2 separate regions of the Bicyclus anynana genome follow, and region 2 is linked to region 1. A link is a contact called in public Hi-C data. All regions are on one chromosome and are shown on one strand. Each heading gives the region's core, a stretch centred on a gene start, on an enhancer-like site or on the middle of the called end of the contact. The rest is flanking DNA. Distances are from core to core; before and after follow the strand shown. Region 1 holds the start of LOC112049272 (post-GPI attachment to proteins factor 2-like). Region 2 holds the start of LOC112049282 (lysosomal acid glucosylceramidase).

Region 1 (6,443 bases), core at 2,213-4,712:
CTAACAAAATAAAATATGTCAAATTTTTGGAAGGCTTGCGTTTGCTTTAAAATTTATATAATATAGAAATTATGGGTATCTAAGTAATTTTATTGTGTTGTTAATACCTAATTGAAAATAAAGCATTTGCCTATTGCTATAAGGGTGGAAAAACCGCGATTTACATAATTTTTTACGACGATTAAGTAATAATTTGCGTTCTCATTAAATTAACGACCAAATCGCGTTTGTTCCCTGGTACTGTTTTACAAAAAAGTACTTTTCATTAAGTAGGTAAATTGGCCGTCGAAATAAAATGTATCCCAGAATATTATAATAAGCAATAATCTGCGGCAGTAGATAGCAGATGATAAGATTATCTATCAAATGTTGTGAAACTAACTTCAACATTTAATGAAAACCATATTTCATTTGTAAAAAATTAAAAATCAAATTTCGCGCGCCAAACTTTATAGTGATAATAAAAGGCATTAGCGCAAAATTATTGTCAAACTAACACCAACGACAGGGACGGCGAAAGGGCACACTATTCGACTCCCTAATTATAAATAATAATTGTTGATTATGTCCAGCGCTGTTTCATCAATGGAGATATCATCTTTTTAAAATTCTGATTGTGTGTTGTTGTAAACTTTTTAATGGGTATGATGCAGCTTCACTGGGTTTTGGAATGTTGGAAGGGGTTAGGTCGTAATATGTATATAGAAATGATCAAACATTTGTGCAATATTAGATTTTTGTCAAACTAGGATTATCAAAATACTTACCATCAATTTTTCATTTTCAAATCTACTCCTTCAATTTTTTTGTAATCAATGACAGCTTTAGTTAAGTTTTCAGTTAATTTAAGCATTCATTTGACTGAAAATTTATTTGCGTAATTAATGAATAAATTAATTTTATCAGTTTGGTCGTTGATAATGTGTATGAATGATTTATGATGTGAAATTAAAAAAATAACAGTTGTAATAGGATTCACACTATCGATGGAATTATTGTTGGTTGTTTAGTTCATCCTTAATACAAAGAATATTAAATTAGTTGGTCTTGCCTGTGGGGCATACAACTTGTAGCTCGTGTACCGGAAGATCTTGGACAATGAGCGCGTGGAATGCCATATTCGCTGTCGCAAGGATGTACTCGCAAATTGAAAACCACGTAAATGCTGAAAAAAATTAAGGTAAGTTAATGTTAATATTTGATTCAGAATAAAAATGGTAGACATTTTAAATTCGTTAAAACATTTACAACACTTATAGGAACTGGAAAAGAGCCTATGCTTATGATACCTACCGAGTGGTCGACAAAGCAGTCGGTGTCTCAAAAAGAAGACAATAAGGCCAATAGTAGCACAGATGGCCACAAAGAATAGGATCCACACGAGCTTGTTCGTCTTCACTGGCTCCACGACATCGCTGGCTAAGCAGCCAACACGCGCGCGGCATAGCATATGAAGGAGCGATGTCACCATGAATATAATGAATATCTTCTCGTGTACGACTGGAAAAAAATTCAAAAAGTTTTGATAATTATACAAATGTTTAATAGAGTGCAGATGAAGAATCACTCAAACAATTAGATAGGCAAGGAAACAACTCCTATGATAAAATTCATTTTACTATTTGCTAGTAATTTCTACGCCTCGATTGCTGATTTAGTCCATAAATTTTTATTGTATTTTTTATCAATAAATATTGTACTTAATCTTGTTGCTGACTTTGTTAAATATTGCTTAAATTCTTTACAACTTAAAGCTTAAACTCTTTGAATCCAGGGAATATTATTTCCCTGATTTGATGTAAATTCTGACGATAAATTACACCTATTTTACAGATATTAAGAATACATAAATTATAACTTACAGTAATTTTCCCTGTTGGAGACATATGTAACTCCAGTTAGTGCAAGTAACTCTATCAGGTTCAACCAGTAACAAGCTTCTCCTAAATTTATAGCTAAATTGCGTACCTAAAACAGATTTCTTATTTAGGCATACATGTATTATGTTACATAATTCCAACTTGGCTTCTACAAAACTTGCCTTATCTTCGAAGATATATGAAGTGCGTTCTTTATGGTAGTTGTAATATAACGAACCTATTAACAGTCTTGGTCCTAGGTGGTAAGCAATGCATATTCTCCAAACATATCTTTGTGGGCTGATCCCCGTAATTGCACTTATTGATGGAACTACATTATAAACCTATAAAAACAAATTGTAAGAAAATAGTTTACGTAACATACTAATACCCATAGCATCAGCATGAGATTATTTACTTAACTGAATGGTTGCGTTTTGTGCAAGTAATTATTTTTCATCATGGCTTCTAAACTTACCCTACAGTGTGTTTCATGGATATCATCTGCCTGGAATATAGACGCTGTCACATAACAAAATACTAAAGCACCTAGTGGAAGCCATAGGGCACTTAAACATATCCTTCTCAGAGAACATGACCATAGCAGTCCCTGAAGAAATAAAAAAATACAATGAACATAATAAATTCACGGTAATTGTAAAAATTGTTATCTAATATGCACCTTGTAATTTAAAGTTTTGATAGTTCTGTCTACAATACACGATTCCTTTGTATGAGATTTATCCTGCTCTTTCGAGTGTGTTGGTATCTCTACTTGTGCGTCATTTCCCATTTTCCGTCTCACTCACTTTTAATCATTAATATCATAATTAAACAACAACCCCTTTCATCCGATGCTCATTGTTTTTATTGGATTCATTATCACTGAAAACTTGCTACACTTCCAAATGAGAAAAATCGAAAATCTTGTCAACCGTGCGGAAAATATATTTGTACTGATACATAGATAACAATAGATTTAATATTTTGTACATTAAAATGTGCGCTTTCACAAAAGCACAGTGCTAAAACGAGTAAAAATGACTTGAGGCGTGGAATGAATGAAGTTACTTGGACTTGCGCATTTGGGGTTGAAGAGCTTTTCATTGCGTAGCATAGAATATATTTTTTGACCTATTAAGCGCAGTTATTCAAGTGGACAACAGCAAAGCAAGATTTTATTGTTAAAATATTGCGTTTATTTGATGTTGTAGGCAGGTAGATAGCATAGGAGTAAATTTTCTTCAAATCAATAGAAAAGTTTGATTTTCATTGCGCGCAGACGTTGCACGTCATGAAATGGTCTTGTTGTTGCGTTGCATACTAACAACAATATAAAATAACAATCAATAAAGTTTAAAATATTTATTACTCTAGTTTATTATTATTTCCTGGACGTATACAAGTTGAGGATGTTGGTAAAATATTGATTAACCAGTAGAATAATGTCAACCTTTATAAAGAAGCACATTATCAATATGTCGTAATAAAAAAAACGTAAAAAAAGGTTGCTATATTTTTAATATAACTATATCAGAGATATAAAAAAGGAATCATCAAAATCGGAATAAACCTATGTATTAAACCAAAAGCTAATAAAGAGCCAGAGCGGAGGAGGAAGCGGCCAACCGGAAAAAGAACTATACTTTATGTATAAAACTCAGTTATTTTATTTGCATAAATGTGTATTTAATATTTGCACTTTATGTGTAACATTTTACTCTGACATCTTTAAATTTGGCAGGCGTTTTCAGTCTCTACTATAATTAGCCAAACTCTATTATATTTTATTATGTGCAAAAAATGCTTGAAGGCATGTTATAATGCTTCCGAGATTTTTTATTACTTATTCGTCTGTGTGTTCTAGTCTATGGGCTTAATAGATGACATTGACATCTTACTGACATTGACAAATCGTTATCAACCGCAAAAAATATGTCATGCCGCATGCGCAAACAAACTTGCGCGTTGGTCATGCGCTACAGTGTTTGTATTTTCAGAAGAAAAATCAGCAATCATATTTTATGAATAAATGAGAGATATTTCGGATCAATTTTACAAAGCGCAAGCCTCAAAATGTGGTTTAGTAAATTCTTTATTTTATTAAGTGTGTGGGTGATGTTATCAATCGAAGTTGAATCTTCAACCCACTGGATAGTCACTGAGAGTGGGCTAATTCAGCCGAGGGTATGTTATTTTTTCATTCAATGTGTGTTTTTAACTGTGAAATCACGTTATCTCTGTTCACCGGGTTCACTAACATACAATACGATATGCTTCCGCTAATATCGGTTATACCTACCTACTGGAATTAATATTTTTGTTAAATTTGTCTAAATCTTAAACAGAGGTAGTGATTTTGCTAGCCTGTACGTTGAAGAAGTAGGTGCGAGAGGATTACCAGCAAAATCTCTGTAACTTGCTTAAAGACCTTAGCCTCTTTAGAACTGCAGCTAATTCTATATTAGAATGGGTATCCAAAGCTGCTCTAATAGGATCTTACAAAATTTGGCTAGACAGGGAGAACAACACGAGTGGAGGAGGGGAATGTTAATAGATTGTCAAGGAATTCCTTAATCCTACATCCACTGGCCACAAGTTCTTGACATTGCTCTAGTTTTTTCTCTCTGTCACTTGATGGACCCGGTACCAACACTGTGAATCCATGGATTGCTAAGATATTTGTCTCAGTCCAGAGTAAAATCTATTTCTATACCAATTTTAGCTGCAGCGCTAAGGAGGAACAAACATTCACACATACACACAGACTTTCTCCTTTATTAATATTAGTATGATTAGAATATTAAATAAAAAACTATCTTAAAAGGAGAAAATGTTCACATTAATGAAAGTTTACACCAGTTTTTTATTATAAGTGTTTTCAAGTATTTTTTGGAGATGTAATTGTTTCTTGGACTTCATTACATACTAGCTGACGCCGCACAGTTTCACCCATGTGGTTCACATTCCCGTAGGAATACGGGGATAATATATAGCCTTCCTCGATAAATGGGCTATCTAACATTGAAAGAATTTTTCAAATTGGACCAGTAGTTCCTGAGATTAGTGCGTTCAATCAAACAAACAAACAAACTCTTCAGCTTTATAATATTAGTATAGATATATTAACTATATTATAGTATGTTATTAAAATTCAATGACATTGGATAAAAAAAATTATTAGTTTCAATAAAGCTCTGGATACTAGGAGGTGCATACATTAACACATCTGTTGGTACAAAGATCAGTGTCACATTTTAGATAATCTTTATGAACTCAACAGCAGAAATCAGGGTTTTGTAGGTTTTAATTAAATAAACATATTTGTATTTCAGCTAAATTCGCCATTTGATATGGAACGCCCATATGATCTTCTGGCATTTTTAAACCAAGAAAAGCGTTGGGATGCCATATTTGAAAATTACAACGATCTTATGAAACACCAGAAGGTTATAGATGCACTTTGGTTTGATGTGGGTGAACATACAAATTCTGGTACACAAATCCTTCAAGACAAAGACTGTGAGAAGGCTGGTAATATTAATGCTATTGATTGGCATGCATCTATCCTTGACGATGGGTCAGAAAAGGTACCACAAGAGAAGTACTTATTTCCGAGTGCTTACCATGGCCCAAGTACTGATGTACCAGACTGTAAACGCATATCTTCATTGACATTCAGTATGTTCGCTTTTGAACATTTAGAGGCAAGTATTTAATCATCTTATTTCATCATTATCAACCCATATTCGGCTCACGCTTGAGTCTCCTTTCAGAATGAGAGGGGTCATTTTATTTATGTATTGTTAAATGGTTTTGCAAGTAATTTTACAAATTAAATTATTAATATATAGTAATTTATTTATTTTGCTATCATCCGCAAAAAGCCTACCAATCCATGCAACAACATCATCCCGAAACCGAAGCATCCTCAGGAGATGTTAACTGTAGTATCTCCTGGTTTCATGATGTACTTCTGCAAAGTAACGCTTGCGGCTATTCAATAATTAAATTATTAATTCTTTTCCAAAAATATATGAATTTATGCAAAAATTTACCTATATTTGCCTCAAAAATCAACATACATTTCTTTTTAAAACTAGTTAACTAACTAGTGCAAAGTTCATTTGATTTGATCTATGGTCTTCTTTGCAGATAATAGCAGTGCAGTTAATTCACTAGCTAACCTACTGCTGTCTTACCTGTGTAAAGTCTGGCTGCTCAGTGATTGTGTTTCTGACACGTGTCACCTTTTTATATTTGTTAATTAATTAATTGTTAATAATTTTAACCCAATATTTATAATAATAATAATTATTATTTAATTTTTAATATCATTACGCGTTAATTAAGTTACTAGAAGATGTTTAAATACCTCATTGATATTATCTCTTTTATTGACATTGACAGGTGTCAGAAACGCCATCTCTGAGCGGCCGTACTTTAGTTCCCATTCCGGTAGGAGTATTTCCATTTGTGAAAAAATTGATAAAATTGGTTCAGTAGTTTTATAGCTTGTTTGTAACAAACAAAAATTAAAAATCAAATCTTATCTCTTTATAAATATTAATTTAGATTGCTCTT
Region 2 (6,925 bases), core at 446-2,945, 130 kb before region 1:
TTTGCCAGCCTGAAATATATATGTAGGTAATTATGTTCAAGGTACATAGTTAAAGAATATTTGCCATATCCTATAAATAAGACCAATATTCTCATTCCACTCCAACTAAAAGTCGGAAAGACTAGTACCTATACCTATACCTAAATGCCTTTAAATATAGTCCAATATTCAATAAAATCCCAAATTCAGAGCAAATTCAACCTTAAGAATTGAGTTTAAGGTTGAATTTGCAAATGGGACTACTTGAATTGAGTGTCAAGAAGCTGTGTTTGGCACTCGTTGAGTGGGGACGTTTTTTGGTCGATGAATGTGCATCCACTTTTTGATAGGAGATCTATGAGCGGGGATTAAACCACGACCTCTCACAGCCAGTTTCATCATGTAAAGCTAAAGTAACAGTAAAAGTAGTAAATAGTAAAGAAGACTTTATTTTTCCGTGATTAAGACCGTCACTTTTACTTACGATGAAGAAACTGGTCGTCAGAGTCTGATCCCATTACCGTTGAGCTATTGAGAGTTTAGCAGTGAATACGATTATTACTTACTCGGCTGCTGGTGTAAGTGACGTAAGTGCCAGGCGCTGGTGCATTGCGAGTCACCGTGTCACAGTAGGTGGCGTCACACACGCACACTGCTGAACGTCCCGCTATGCCGACATCCCGGGCCCTGCATGGTAAATCTGAAAGTATATTGATTTGATTATCTTATATTTGTATTCTGTGACTTTTTTTTACACGCTTTAGCTTTCGCTTCACTTAAGCGAATCTTAATTTGACCCACTTCCCGGTCTTCGATTAGGATGTTTGCACACGCTCTGAGTTCTGATGACAATACATGACTAGCTAAGAAACATTACAAATCCAATATGGCGGGCTTCCCAATCACTTGCAACTATGTAAGAAAATCAAATCTTGGAATCTTAATTTGACACAATTCCCGGTCTTCGATTAGGGTGAAATTTCGCACACGCTCTGATGACATGACTAGGTAAGAAACGTCATTACAAATCCAATATGGCGGCTTCCCCAAGATGGCTGCTCCACCCCCATGATATGGATATCAAATGAAAGGGTTTGCTGTCAGGAATACGAAAAAAATAGTCACGTGGCTTATATCCAATATTTATAATTTTTAGTGCGTGCTATAAGCTTTTTTTTTTAGTTTTTTAAACTATTTTAAGTTATTATAACTTGACTGTCAGTTTTGAATTAGTCTCAAGTAATATCGTGTTAGACATAGAGATTTAGAGCTAGTGATCGATTTTCTATCAAGTTTGTGAGTTAGTAACACGTAGGTAGGTACATTATTTTATTTCGTTGCTTACTAGGTATTGTTTTACTCGTAAAATGCGGGTAATTTGAGAGCCTATCTAGTAGCTATAGACGTTATAGGGAAATCCAGAAATATTTATTTTTAATACTAATGCTTTTATTTAAGAAATTTCCAGTCGAAGGTTGATTTCCAGTTGAGTATCTGTTGTGTAAACTTACCACATTTTCCAAATAAAAATGAAAATTGTAAAACAGCTATAACTAAAAATATTCGAATGTTTTTATGGCGTAACATCTGAAAATAAATTTATTACGTTTTAATAACGACTTAACACTTATAATAACTACACTCAATTAAAATCAGTTGGGTTGACTTACGTTTGATAATAAATCGCTAATAAATAATAACTATCGGCAAATTTTAAAGAAATGTGCTATTTTATCTTCATTATCTTATATTTAATTAATTTTTTTTTTAATCTTGAGATATTTAATACTCCTTATATTTAGATATTAATACCTAGTTACAGATTACAGATAGTTGATCAAGATAGAAAGTGTACTACTGTACGTACAGTCGGCAACAAAAGTTCAAAAATGTAGGTAATGTGCTCAAAATCAAATCAAAATTAATTCATTTCAAGTAGGCTTCGTTTACAAACACAAAAAAAGCTTTCATCTTAACAAAAACATTACTTACTTAAAAAACTATTTAAATATCACAGTTTACGGTATAGGAAAGACGGTACCACAATTTAAGTTAATTTAAACAAAACTTTGAAACTAAAGAATGCACGACAAAAACCGTCAGTATATATTCTGACTTCTTAAATCTTAACCTACTTTCACATCGACTTGTAATAAAATATACTGTATAGCTTGGCAACTTCGTTCTTAACACTCCCGATGGTCCGCGCGGGCCGGGGGGCGTGTAGCGATGAATGAAAACCCCACGACTTATGCACCTACTTCCCCGCACGCACGATTTCACACCCACGCAGTCTTGCCAGACTATAGTAGTACCTAAATTACCTACACTACCTACATTAAATGTTTGTCAGATTGTGACCAGATGCTTTTAATGTAAAAAAAAACGATACTGCCCCCTAGCCAAGTAGCACATCGATTCTCTTTCTACTATCGCTAACGCTTCGAAAACTAGAAAAATATATGGGAATGACAGATCTTGATCACGTGACCTGTCGATAGCAAATGTCATTCCAATACATCTTTCTAGTTTTCGAAGCGTTAGCGATCGTAGAATGAGAATAGACTTGCTACTTGGTCTGGTCTTCCCGCTTCTGTATGTGACGCACCCTTACCGTCAATCAATAATAGTCCGCCTCCAGAAAGCGGTAACAAGCTTAGCAAAGTAGCTTCGCAAATGGAGGATAGTGGTAAACCCAGAGAAGAGTGCAGCAGTAAGTACTCTTGTCAAGGAAACTTGCGCGGCGTTATTTCGATTTTAAAAGAGGTCTCCCTACACGGATCTCCCATCTCCTGGTAACGCATTGCCAAATACCTAGGTGTGACCTCTGATACCCATATGAGCTTGCAAATCACATACAGAAAGCCAAAAAAAGAGCTGCTTATGTGATGGGTCGTCTCTCTCTCTCTCATCTTTTACGCTATAAGACATCTACCCAATAGGTAATGACATATTTGTCTATTGTAGTGTTTGCCCACTGTCCAAAGTCGTCATGAACCCCATACAGGTCCTTCAGAACCGATTGAACCGGCACGAACTGGGAGTCGAACCTAGGATATTTGTTGAGAATAGAGGTCGTCAGAATATGACTCATTGAGCTATGTTCTTTAGTAGGTCTTATTACTGATTTGAACACACAGATACTACGAGAGTTCAGGAAGCATTATTCCTGAACTCATAATTTATTCATAGAACTGTACATTGACTTAGTTGATAAAATCTGCTAGATCAACTACTAATTGATCGAATTTGATTATATTTATCAACAAATTGAATAATAATACCTTGATGACAGATACCGTGACAGTATTGACATTCAAATAAACGATTTACAACAACTGACTCAACTTTCCGTCTTATCTAATAGTTATCGGAGCCCAGTGGCGGATTTGTAGTCTTGGCCGCCCTAGGCCCCAAAGTACCACCTTACCGCCCATTTTGCACCATCCGTTGTATTTATCCATAGACATAACTTTAAAATAAAATACACCTGCTTAACCGATTTGGATGAAATTCGGTATACATATAAATTGAACCTTGGAGCAAAACATAGACTAGATACTTTTTATTCCGAAAAACTACATGCCTGCGGCGGGATTAAAAAACAGAATATTACGCGTAAGAAGTCGCGGGCGTCCCCTAGTAGACTATAATTTAAAGACAACGTTTTATTGCCATTTATCAAAATCAAGTCAATAAACTAGCAGCTCTAGGAAACTAGTACTTGTAATAGTGAACTATAGCAAAATATTTGCTACTCTATATTTCTATAGTAATATTATAAAAAGGAAAGATTTGATTTTTTGTTTGCATTGAATAGGCTCCGAAATTACTCAACCGATTTGAAAAATTATTTACTGCTGGGAAGCTACACTATCCCCGGGAATACGGGGATAAAATATAGCATTTTATTTCCGTATTCCTACGGAAACTACGCGAGTGAAACCGCGTGGCGTCTGCTAGTATATTTTCTGAGGTTTTGGGAATAATTTTCATGAAACATTTAAAACGTTTAACTATTTTAAAAAAATGACATAAATGGCCGCCCCTAATATTTTGCCGTTCTAGGCCCGGGCTAACTGGGCTTTAGAGTAAATCCGCCACTGCTTGAGCCACCAAGAATTTCTTTATAAAATAAATTAAGGTTATTCTATCTTAGGAAGTCGCTTTGACTTTGGGTGCTTTATATTTGGATAAGTTTGCTTTATACCATCCAATATATCATCATTATATCATTAGGCATCATTAATGACCTGCTCCAAGGCGTAATATTACGGTCAATTTAAACATTCGAAGATGCATAAAATCTCAACAAGCTGAAAATCAATAATTATAAACAATGTTTAAAAGTTCCCCATCGTTCCCGTGTATGGAATTTTTTTTATTCAAAGTCAAAGGTGATGGTGAAGGTCTAAATTTTTGGTCTAAATTGACCGGACTATAAACCCTAACCCTAAAAGTTCAAAAAAATGTAGGTAATGTTTTTTTTTTTATTCTTTACCAGTTAGTCCTTAACGACAATCTGACCTAATGGTAATTGATGATGCAATCTAAGATGGAAGCAGGCTAACTTGTTAGGAGTAAGATGAAAATCCACACCCCTTTCGGTTTCTACACTACATCGTACCGGAATGCTAAATCGCTTGGCGATACGTCTTTGCCGGTAGGGTAACTAGCTATGGCCGAAGCCTCCTATCAGCCAAAAGCTAGTTTTGAAGTCTGTAAAGTATTAATTGTAAAGGGTTAACTTATCATCGAAGAAAGAAGAAAAGGACAAGGGTTTTCCAAAATAATAAACACGCAATTTTAAGAAGACAATATAATTAAATTTTCATACAAATCTTTAACGTAATTTTATCTTTAAAATACTGTACACGCGTCAGATAGCCTTGCAGCTAATCATTTGCTGATATTTGATGAATTTTGATGATGAACCAAAACAATAAATGGACATTTTAATGCTTGCAAATGATTTTCTTCAACGCCACCGACAATATTTTCATTTTCATATTGATATGGCAGATTGTCGATATGAAAGAACTTTAGAAGCAGAAATCACTTAGAACTACAACTGAAAGAAATGCACTAAAAATAAACTATTTACATTGTATCATCTAAGGACATTATCTACTGAACGTCGTTTAGAACTCTCAAGTTAACTAAATAGCAAAAGGACAGTTAATCTCATTTGAGTACATAATAATTATTTTATTAAAATCACAAGACAGATCTATTTCTATTGTCTCGCACAATCGTTCGTTTAGAACCAAAGTTATTAATTGATTCATTTTAATTTCAAAAGAATAGATATAAAAGCAACAAAACATTTAAGTTGATCTTAAGTAAGTACTAAGTGCTTGAAAACTTCGCCTACGAATTTTTGAACGACCATCGCCATATTTTAAACAAAAGAAAAAAAAAGAAAACGCTTAAATCTAATCACTTTACAAATTATCTAATATAAATCTATGAAATAAATACAAAAATCTCTTATAATTAAAACTAAGATTATATTTTCCTACCGCATGTCTTGAAACTAAACGCTATTTAATGCACAAATAAACCCTCCATAGACGACGCGACTTCAATACAGACTGAGTATGAATGCAAAACATTTCATGATTTTTATGTTACATGTTTTGTTAAAATAAAATAAAAAGGATTAAATTTTGAAATCACTGAACCTAAACAAAATTTGTAGCAAAGTTAAATGGAATGAAATAGAGGCTGAAAGTTTGTACATACGTCTATCCCATTATTTCCATTCTGTAGTTTGAGCAATGAATGAAATATTTCTATCAATTCTTGTGATAAGTATAGTTCATTTTATGTGAAAAGATTTGCAGTCACAAAACAAAGACCCTGTACTATGTTTTGTTTAATCAAACCAATAATATTAATGAAGTCTTTAGACGACTTTAGTACCTAAACAACCTAATCTATGGAGGTTTAGTCACCGATGTTAAGCTCACAACGCTCGATGGCGCTAACGGGAGGACCCTAAAAATATTTGACTAAAAGAGAGATCAAATCATTGCCACGTAAACTAATGTATAAAATCGGAAGGCCTTTTGAAGAGACGAAATAACGCCTTTTGTACTTTGGAAGATAAAAACGGCCCTGAAGGAAGATCTATTAACTTTAGCTTTACTCGAAGATAAGTTGTTGTTAAATTATAGTTCAGTATCGGATATACGACATACTATAAAACATTCATGAGAAATAATGATTTCTTCGGCAAACAAAAACAAGATATTTTGACTTGACTTTGACTTTCAAGATAATTCTTAGTAAAAGTTTAATATAAATATAAATATATTTTAAGAAAAAATTGAAAACCTAATTTGATTGTATTAGATACTTCGCGCAAGGCCGGTATTAGATTTCATAATGGATATTTTTTCTATCATTCGCATTAAATTTTATTATTATATATATTAAGAGTTAAGCAATATATGATTTTTTCGTAAGATATGTAAGTACTGTTGATGTTATTGAGGTTTGAGTCCGAATGATAGAAAAAAATTACAAAATCTTTAGCGCAAGTAAATTATTCATTTAGATATTTGTAAGGGTAATTTAAAGAAGTGGTAGGTACCTCAAACGAAATAAGTAAATTTTATGCTTTTGAAATGAGTTTAAGCTGCCAGGTTAATAATAAAGAATATGTTGTAGAAAATACTTGAAATAAAGATAATTTTACATAAAATCACTAATCATCATTACTTATCTTAAAAGAGAGATCGTAAAATTCAATCCAAAAAATCGTGGGCATTTTATTCATGTTACTTAGTTTAGCTGTACAGTGCGTTTGTATGTTTGTATTGTTATTCCGATTATATGATACAATTTTATCTTACACATGTTAACACGTGTTTTATATATGTATTATGTATGTTCACTGTATATATGTACAAATTTGTTTCTGTAGTGTGGCAAAGATTTA

The links. Hi-C and Micro-C count contacts between places; a contact is called where the count stands out from the background.
Region 2: a Hi-C map of whole larva shows a contact between it and region 1, with 5 times the contacts expected there. The contact joins the promoter of LOC112049282 here to the promoter of LOC112049272 in region 1. A contact is called at or near these places in 2 of 2 Hi-C or Micro-C datasets (whole body and whole larva).

What each region holds. Positions count from the first base shown.
Region 1 is chr6:4,712,141-4,718,583 of ilBicAnyn1.1, reverse strand. It overlaps LOC112049272 (post-GPI attachment to proteins factor 2-like), which reads right to left and starts at 3,462. Exons shown (of 6, transcript XM_024087101.2): 1 at 2,542-3,462; 2 at 2,338-2,367; 3 at 2,042-2,203; 4 at 1,863-1,968; 5 at 1,294-1,500; 6 at 1-1,165. The coding sequence starts at 2,652. The coding sequence ends at 1,038. LOC112053846 (tetratricopeptide repeat protein 17) reads left to right here. Exons shown (of 19, transcript XM_052882240.1): 2 at 5,195-5,566. The coding sequence starts at 5,213.
Region 2 is chr6:4,842,617-4,849,541 of ilBicAnyn1.1, reverse strand. It overlaps LOC112049282 (lysosomal acid glucosylceramidase), which reads right to left and starts at 1,695. Exons shown (of 12, transcript XM_052882243.1): 1 at 1,491-1,695; 2 at 546-679; 3 at 1-9. The coding sequence starts at 1,566. It overlaps LOC112049271 (protein scalloped), which reads right to left. Exons shown (of 10, transcript XM_052882242.1): 10 at 4,784-6,925.